Linked DNA regions of Mus musculus: region 2 is linked to region 1. Evidence: chromatin contacts called from public promoter capture Hi-C data. All regions are on one chromosome and are shown on one strand. The core of a region is the stretch at or near the end of the contact, and the rest is flanking DNA. Distances in the headings are between cores, read along the strand shown.

Region 1 (4,600 bases), core at 1,295-3,794:
CTCATCCCGTGCCTAACAAAGGGCTCCTGAAGAGCCCAGTGTCCCCTGCAGGGAAGCAGGCTTGTCTGGGAAGGGGTGCAGCCCTGGGTAATCTCATCATTGTGGTCACAGCCAGGAGAGTACAACCGGCCTGAGTCGACAGGCCGGCACAAACCCAGCCCCAGTGATAAAGGCTGCTGAGGAATGACCCCTGTGTGGCCACCTGCCCACCGTTGATGACAGGGTGGGGACTAAGTGAATGAGGACCCCACTCCCAGGATGACCAACCCTCCCTCCAACTCACCCCCTAGCAAGAAGTAGCAGCCAGTGGCCAGCAGCAGAGGGACACTCTGGGATAGGGAGCTGAGCAAGCCGCAGACCCAACCACATACGATGAGGACGAGGCTCAGAGGCAAGACTACCATGACTGTGCGATGCAGGGCTGTGGGAAGAGGGGGTTTCAGGGGCAGGCAGAGGGGGGGACAGAGGGGCAGGGAAAGGGACCTGCCTCCAAGGAGGAGCCAAAGATAGCCATGCCTTCACCTGCTCTGGTCACCAGAGCAGAGATTCAAGCAGACGCCTATCTCCCTAGGGGCTACTAGACCCTCCCGGTGGCCACCCCTTTCTGGTACAGGCTTTCTGAAGCCAGGATGAGGGAGCTCGCCATTGCCCTTCCCTCTCCACCCTCCGGCCTCTCAGGGAGAGTAGGTCATCGATGGCCATCCAACTGAAAACTGGGTCAGTCTAGAAGGGGACTTGGTGGGCATAAGGAGACCCAGTCATGCTCCAAGGTGGTTCACATCCTCAAAATCAGAGGCTGGTTCCACTGAGAAGGACCCGGGGTATGGGGAGGGCAGAGCCGGCTGGGCTTCCAGGATCTGTGGTCAGAGGGCTATGACGGAGACAACCTCTGGGCCAGAGCCTCAGAAGAAGTTTGTGGGCTGAGGTGAGGTGGTTGGGTCCCAGACCTGCCTGAAGAGTCAGAGATGGCACTGCCCCAGGACTCACAGAGCAGGTGCTGTACGGAGGGAGAAACTTCCAGGCCGGCACTGGCAAATGGGTCAATCAGGGGCACGCAGCTGTTCTGCCCTGAAAACCAAGGTGCAGATGGGGGCTGGGCATCATGGGCACCATAGCCTTGGGACCCAGTTTAACTCTTGAAACTCAGGGCTATGGCTCCAAATGGGACTAGAGACTAGACCTCTTATTTAGTTAAGGGTCACAGAAGGTCATACCTACTGGGAAGTGAGTGTAAAAATTCAAACATTCAGAAATGCCCAGATTGGGTCACCAAAAGAGGAGATGCCACATCCTGGAGCATTCCTGACTCGTGTTATCAGGGCTCTCTGGTCCTTACACATGACCACACACTCATAAGCACCTACATACACTGCTGAGCACACAGGGAAGCACCCACACATGCACGTATGCTGAGCGCGCGCACACACACACACACACACACACACACACACACCTACATCTACACATATGCCGAGGACACACAGATAAGGAGGTTTGCCAGGTAAATGAACAGTTTGATCATTCGTCCCAAGCACACAGAGGAAGCAACCATCACGCATCTGCTTACACATACAAGTCTGCTCACAGCTGTGCGCAGTCACACACACACACACATACACACACTCATACACACAATCATATTTATTTTTGCCTCTCATAGTCACACAACTTATATTTCCTCACACACACAGTACCATGTGTTCATACACAGCCACTGTCATATTCTTGACACCCTTTGGCAAGGGCAGCATCAGGCTGAGGTTGGTGAGAATGGGGGCTTGAGGGGCACTGGGGAGCCTCACATAGGAGACACCAGCCCCTGGTCACTTGGCTGAAGGGCCCTAGACATCCACACCTATGCTTCCTGCCCCTCCTCGGCCCCATGGCCCCTCCTCTAGGAAGGAGTCAGGACTTCCGTGGTCCCTGGGCAACAGCCCTGTGGAAGAGCAGAAAGCGCAGGAAGCTGCGACTGAGCCCTGGTGACTGGGACCCAGCCACCGGTGCTCTTCTTCCTCTGACCTCCATGGGGGCACCTAGTCCTAGAAAGGCTAAGGAGGTGCAATCAAGTTACTCAGAAGCAAGGAGCAGGTTCATGGCCCACCCACCTGACCTGTCATCTCTCAATGGCACCCCTACTCTTCCCAGCCAGGCCTTAGAGAGAAGCTCTTCAGAATGTAAGGAAGCATGGTTTCAGCCCCCTCTGCTTCCCAGCTATGGCCACGATGGCAGCAGCCTGTCCCTGAGCGGGGACCTTCTTTCTCACACTCCTCCGCATCCCAGCAATGGAACTGATAGGGACGGGGTTAGGGGGATAGGAATAAAGGAGGTGGAAGGAGAGTGGGACCAAGGAGTCTCTGTGTGTAGCTCACCTTCACAGGTGCGCCAGAGCCCGGAATGCGAGAAGAGCTGCACGCCACCGAGGCCGCCAGCGTCCGCCACCTCCAGGATGTACCAGTAGTCGCTGGCGACAGCCGCTGCCAGCAGCGCGAAGCTGAGTAAGGCGCCCAGGGCTGCGCTCAGGAGCAAGGTGGCTAGCAGGGCCATGTGAGTTAGAGCCAGACAGCAGCGCACGGGACGCAGGGCCGAGTGGGAAGAGGAGCTAGGGACTGGCTGCACAGAGTGGCAGGGAGGTGAAGACAAGAACTGTCGGCTGGGGACAGTCGGGGTTCGGGACAGAAATGAAGCAGGCTAGTGAAGGTTTAGGCGGTGGGAGGGGAGGGAGCATCAGCAGGAGAGGGCATGGGAGGGGTGTTGCAGAGCAGGCTGGCTGGAAGCAGAGGTAGATAGAAGGCAGGGGCGGGGGAGAGACAACGTCATAGGTGCTTCTGCGACCACTGCATTTCTGCCACCGCAGGAGTGGTCAAGTTTTCTAGGAAATGGATCACTTTTCTGTGCTGGCCAGGCAGTAAGGGAAGAGAGGGGGGAATCTCAGGTCGTAGCAGAGCTGGAGACAATAAATTTGGGCTCAAATTCCAATGATGTCACAAACTAGGCACAGTGCTGTGTGATGTTTGGGAAGAGGATCGGAGGTGAGTCTAAGATGGCCCCACCCCCAAGATGTGCAGGAGCAGTCAGCAGCTGGACCACTGCAGCAATAGCTCCTAGAACGGAGGTTTGTGGAGAGGGAAGGGTGGTAGACAGACCCAGCTGGGCACATTTAGGGAAGACTTGGGTTGTGACACATCTCAGTGTGGGGTCCTGGTTTCCATTAGTCCCGAGGACCAGTGGAATAAGCTTCCTGCAGCAGGGAGAAAAAAGCATTGCTTTTTTTCTAACTCACTTTCAGAGCACACATACAGACCCCTGCCCCCCAAGGACAGGAGTCAGATGCTAATGGCAGGAGAGGCAAGGGAGCAGGGAAGAGGCCTCTCCCAGGAAGAATCAGGCAATGGGAAGCAAGGTGAGCTGGGTTACATTTTGGAGAATGGGGGGACCTCTAAATCACCGCCCCTGGGGAGGACAGAGCCCAAAGAGGAGGGCCAGAGGTGGTCTTTCTAGGACACCAGAGCTTTGACACTCAGGTCAACCACCCCCTTTCTTGGATTATTTGGGTCTCTCCATAATATATGTTTTCTCTCTGCTAAGCTCTTGGCTTGAGGAATATGGTTCAGAGATAAAAGCAATTTTAGCAAAGTTATTAAAACGATATTTCAAGTGGAATTCAGCCATTGAAACAAGAATTGATGCAAGCACAGAATTCTTCCAGCACGCTGCAAGCTGCTCCCTTCACATGCACACCAAGCTCTCCCCAGCCACATCTGCTCTGTGACAACCTCTCCGCTGGCATTGTCCCACAGACACCCCTGCTCTGGAAGCAGGTGGTAGCCCTATGATCTGGTGCTTAGAGAGGCAGCCCTCCCAAGGCAGGAGGAGAGGGAGAAGGGAGGCTCTTATCCCAAACCGATTACGGCTGAGGAGTAATCATGAATCACGTAGACTTGAGGTCACCTAGCAGCCACCCCAGTCAACATGACAACAATCAGTCTTGCTTTCAGTCAAAGGCTTCTTGCATAGAAATCTGAATTGACAGGCTGGTCTGGCCCCATCCCTCTCTCACTGAGTCACTGAGCCCCCCCCCCCCCAATCCCTGTCCTTGAGCAGGTTTGTAAAGGTTCCTGTTCTTGGTGCAGCTCAAGCGGGTCTAGTGCGGCAGCTGTCAAGGTAGGTGACAGCCATGCCCGAGGCCACTGCTACCCCAGAGTTAGGGGCAGGTGTGGGGGTGGAGGTGTGTGATGTTTGGGAAGAGGATGGGAGGTGAAAGCAAGATGCGGCTGCCTTCACAGCACTGATTCCCTGAAGCTGAAGGGCTGGACGATGGCCTGCTGAGCAGTCCATTCCCACTTCATTTTCAACCCTGGGTTCTGTGCAGCAGAGCCACTGATGACATTGTCCTCTAGGAGGCAGGTGCTGGTCCCTGAGGGGCTGCCCTAATGAATTCAGCCAGTGACATGGTGCCGTCTGAAGAGGAGCTACTCTAGAACTACATGTTGTCTCAGTGTGTAAGCTGTACTAGGCTGTGTGCTGGCCTCTGCCTCCTGCAGGGACTCTTCAAAGACAGCATAACCCATCAGTACAGACGCCAAAGACAGGGGTGGGCTCC
Region 2 (4,600 bases), core at 1,302-3,801, 350 kb before region 1:
TTTAGGGCTTGAGGGATCAGCTCAGCTCTGCTTTGAATGAACAACACTGAAGGCCACTGCCTCAATTCCCAGCCCCTCCTAGTGCTTCCTACTTGTGACAAGGGAAGGAGCCTTTCGGCCACTGCTAACAAAGATTCTTAAGATGTAGCCACAGAGCAGGGTGGCATTGAGGGTGGTGTAAGGGGAAGGAAAGGAACAGGTGGAGTTTCCTGTGCATAGTCCCAGAGGTCTCCAAGGAGGGCAGTGGGTGCTTCTCATGAAGCCACCTCCCCCAGAATCGCTGTCCCAAGCTGTGCCTGCTCAGTGACGAGGACTTTGGTCAGATGTTCAGAAGGCAGGGCCTTCCGGTACACACGTCAGCCTTGCCCCTTTCACCTTCTTTTAAAACATTGTCTGTCTGTGTGCATGAATGTTTTGCCTGCATGTATGTACATGCACCACATGTGTGCCTGGTATCCTGGGATGACAGAAGAGGGTATTGGATCCCCTAGAGCTGGAATTATAAATGGTCATGAGTCACCATGAGTGCTGGGGGTCAAACTAAGTCCTCTGCTAGAGCAGCAAGTGTCTAAACTGCTGAGCTATCTCCAGCCCTTTACCTCCTTTCTTGCCTGTATCAATCCGTTGCTCTCCAGCACTGCTTGTTTATTTGCCTATGTGAGAATTACTAATATAATTAACTGGGCACTGTTTTCTTAAGTGCCATAGGCTTGCTTCTAGATTAGCTATTTGAGCTGATCTGTTTATATGTAGTCCCATTAATTTGCCACTGAGCCTTCCCTTTAGGATGGAATCAAGACTCCTTAATGTGAGCCCATATTCCTCCCCTCCACGGGATGCAGTAAGGGCGCTCCCTGGGGCTCTCTGGTCTCACTGTGCCCCAGGCCTTGACTTTTGGTGAGCCCACCATCCTTAAGGCTTTTTACCTCATTGGGAGTCATTGCCCTGCCTCTCCATTTGGGAGTTGTCATTAAGTCCTGGATCCAGCTGGCCCCTCTGCAGCATCTCAGCATGTCCTTGGCATGCACAGATGCTGTGCCAGGTTGCTGCTGCCACAGGCTTGCCCGCCTCTCCCCTCTGGCAAGGCTGGGTCTGGAGCTATTTAAGTCCCAGCTCCAAGCACAGGCTGCGCCTGTGGCAGATGCTCAGCAAATGCTCAGATAAGTGAATCTGTAGGCTTCAATAGGAGAGTAAACTGCTAAGGACCGGTCAGGGACCAGGAGTGTGAACCTGGCTGTGGGCGTTGGACCTGTGCCTCATTCATGAACTCTGAGGAGCAGTTTACCAGCAGGGAGCAGTTCAGTCCTGAGCTGTCAAGTTTTTTTTTTTTTTTTTTTAAGTTTCAAAAATATCTGAAGCTATAAAAGGTACTCCAAGGGTATATAAAATCGTATTTATAGGAAAGCACACCAAGTAGAGTTGCATATAGCATCTCCCCAGTGGAACACTAGGCTAAACAGTTCACCTTAATGTTAACGTGGCCTCTGTCCTGGCCCTGCTCAGTTGCTTGCTGCATCTCCGGTGACCTGTTTCCTGGCTTTGGACAAGCAACTTGCTATGTGTTATAAGGAAGACTTCAGGTGCTGGTGCTGTGGACAAATACCTCAGATACTTCTCAGAGTGGCATGTGCGTCCATCTGATGGAACATGTTTGACTTTGTACAAAGCACGCATCAAAGCGTGAAGCTCATGCCAACCATCTACAGTGGCAGTGTTGAAGGGCTTTGCTGTGGTTTGAGCTTCACAGACCTCCCTGCTGAGCACAGCAGGGTCGACAGCACACAGCAGCCATGCACATTTTTCTTCTTAGTGAAGACACCAGTAGAAGCAAGGCCTCCGACCCTGTCTCTGAAGACAGTCAGCCTGGCCCACTGCCTGAGGCTGTCTGCCACCTGCCACCCTTCTTTGGGTGGGGTATGAAAGCCAGGCTAGCTGCAGATGCCCAGGACCCACAGGCCAGTTAGAAAGGAGACTTGGGAGGCAGAGAGTGGAATTAGATTCTAAGAGTCCAGAATTGTGGGAAGAAAGGCAGGCTTGGGTCTGGGGTATCAGGAGCCCTGTTAGCTTGCAGAGTGGTCAGCAAGGACGAAGCTGAAAACTGCAGACGAGTGATCAGGGTAGCTTGGAGGCAGTATGTATGCTCCAGTGTTCAGCCAATGTTCACATGGTTCACAAAACTTGCTGAAATGGGGAGGGAGGCTGCGTACAATTTGCTGTTGGCTACATCAGAAAAGGAGAGTTAGACCTGGAGATATCTGGGCATTTCCACCTTTCATTTTCCCTCTGGACCATGCCAATCTTCCAAAGGCACCTTTACTGAACACAGTGTTCTGGTGTCTGCTCTCCCATCTGTTTCCGGCTCAGCTCTGCTTTCCTCTTAGAATGACTCTAGTGAATGTTGCTTCTGCCCGACTGCCGGGGTCTGCAGCCTCCAGGAGTTTGTGTGATTCCAGCACAGAGCCAGGAATCAGTAGCAGCTTTACAGTCAGTTGTCTGGATCCAGGAAGAGCCTTTGCAGCTACCCAGCCAATCCCTGCTCAGCTCTACAACAGCCATTGCCACGCCCCTAGCCCTAAGAGCGGGTCTCTAATCATTGAGCACCTCACAGCCTAAGTTAACCTAAGCTGGCCTGCTGCTGCTGCTGCTGCTGCGACCCTCTCCTGGCCGTGGAGGTGGTTATCAGCTACCTCTTTGTTTCTCTGCCTATGTATGGCAGGGAGTTATGGGGGCAGGAAATCAAGTCCTGCTACCCTGCAGGTGGGCTGGTGTGGAATGACCCACCCAGCACATTCCTTCCTTTCCTGGGAAAACAAGGAAGTCATATTTTGCCTTAGCCCTGTTTTCTTCACACTTTACAGAGGACTCATGGAAGCTCAACTTACAACCTCAGAGAGAGCTGTAAGTTTCTCTCCAGAGTCAGTGGCTGCTCTGACCCCCTTCTTCTTGGTGCTTGAGCCTGTTTCTCTTTCTTCCTCTGAATCAGGATTCTAAGCAGTGTGTCCATATGAAAAGCCACCGGTGCCACCACAGCAGTGTCACCAAGCAGGAGTTTCCCTAATCATGAACAGTGCTCAAGAATGTCTCTAACACAGAAGAAGGGCTCAGACTCTGGGCAAACGAGCTGGTGGCGTTTCTGCATTTTTTCCTGAGAAACCCCAGCAGGGAAGATTGCATTTCCTGTGGATCCAACTTATAGAGCAGTAGGAAGGGAGGAGTTGTAGCATGCCCCTTCCCCATGAGCCCCTTTAAATGGTGGCTGCTGATGGTGGGAGCCTCACATGTGTACACCAAGCACACACAGTGCATAAGGAGGAATGTGACAGCGCTGCCTGGTGCCATCGTGTCTCCCTGCTGGCCTCTACAGAGCACCTCACTCTCTAGTCACCATGTTCAGTACCAAAAGACTTTCAATTTTTACAATTTTGATGCTGTAGCCATTGGGAGAATTTTTACACACAAATTAAGAATCCAAATTTTCTTCAAGAAGCAGACTCAGATTTTCTGATGGAAAGACCTGTGTTTGACATGGTAGAGAAAGCTTCTGGGAGCGTGTGTGGGAAGGCAAGCCGTTGGTGCTTTTGTTCCCACTTGTAGGGTAATTGAGCTTGAGCGGTCCTTTTGTGTTTGGTTTATTGTGCTCCTACTTGAATCTGCCTTTTATATCTACCTTGGGTCTCAGAGCCACAAGACCTTGCTTCTTCCTGTCCCTCCATCCCCCATCCCAGTTCTCTTGGGCCTCTCTTGCTACATGCAGTTCCTTTCCTGCCAAGCTGCCTCCTCTGCATTGTGCAGGAGGTAGGGCCCATCTAAGAGTTGCCTGAGACCTTTGCTGAGTAGGGTAGAGGTAGAACATGCCCCCTTCACTCACCTCTACCCTGCAGTAGAAGCCAGAGGCCTGGGCCTCTGTGGGTAGCCCCAGTCTTGGCCTACTGTGAAACAGCAGTGACTGCCACAGGGCCAGAAGTTGAACTGCTCTGGACTCCACCCAGTGGCTTCAGTTGTTCCTGGGCTCTTTTCAGATTTCAGTGTTGCCACTGGGACTAAGGACAACTCTACGGAGTGGCTGTCTGGCACTCTACTGGGATGTACTACTTAGTTTTTGTCACCTTGACACAAGCTAGCTCATCAGGGAATAAAGAACCTCAACTGAGAAAGACTGGCTGATAGGCAAGTCTGTGGGACATTTTCTTGATTAATGATAGATGGTGGGAGGGCCCATGAGGGTGGTGCCATCCCTGCACATGTGGCTCTGGGGTATATAAGAAAGTAAACTCTGCACCCCTGGCAGCAAACTAGTAAGCACCATTTCCTCCATGGCCTGTGCATCCTGCCTTAAGTTCCTGATGGGCTTCCCTTCAAGATAGACTATAAACTACAGGTTGAAATAAACCTCTTTCTCCCTGAGTTACTTTTGCTCATGGTGTTTATCACAGCAATAGAAACCTAACTAAGACACGTGAGGTAGAAAAAGCCCCTCTCAGCTTTCAGACCCTTATTGAGCAAGAATAGATGGCAGTTGGTGGCTTCTTTGAAAAAGCCTCTCCAAGCCTGGAAAGATGGCTCAGCTGTTAGGAGCACTGACTGCTCTTCCAGAGGTCCT

The links. Promoter capture Hi-C pulls out the DNA fragments that hold promoters and counts their contacts.
Region 2: a contact with region 1 is called in a promoter capture Hi-C map of 3T3-L1-derived adipocytes, with 5 times the contacts expected there. The contact joins the enhancer-like site here to the promoter of Tmem235 in region 1. A contact is called at or near these places in 26 of 39 promoter capture datasets (the 3T3-L1 cell line, 3T3-L1-derived adipocytes, the C10 cell line and 14 more), 3 of 15 datasets of contacts at CTCF or cohesin (large pre-B cells, pro-B cells and stem cell-derived epiblast-like cells), 57 of 484 Hi-C or Micro-C datasets (B cells, the Ba/F3 cell line, the C2C12 cell line and 31 more), 22 of 115 datasets of contacts at active chromatin or transcription factors (the HPC-7 cell line, the SCID.adh cell line, T-cell acute lymphoblastic leukemia and 17 more) and 4 of 9 other capture datasets (adipose tissue, embryonic trunk, liver and 1 more).

The regions. Positions count from the first base shown.
Region 1 is chr11:117,858,696-117,863,295 of GRCm38.p6, reverse strand. It overlaps Tmem235 (transmembrane protein 235), which reads right to left and starts at 2,544. Exons shown (of 4, transcript NM_001085535.1): 1 at 2,370-2,544; 2 at 988-1,068; 3 at 284-421. The coding sequence starts at 2,544.
Region 2 is chr11:118,206,847-118,211,446 of GRCm38.p6, reverse strand. All of the region lies in intron 1 of Cyth1 (cytohesin 1), which reads left to right. Among named protein-coding and RNA genes, the nearest start is that of Cyth1, 39 kb to the left of the region's middle. Within about 2 kb of position 2,551, at least 75 of the 459 cell types and tissues checked have an H3K27ac peak or open chromatin away from gene starts, as enhancers often do. A contact at or near this core is called in 3T3-L1-derived adipocytes, CD8 T cells, the N1E-115 cell line and 7 more, where this site is marked.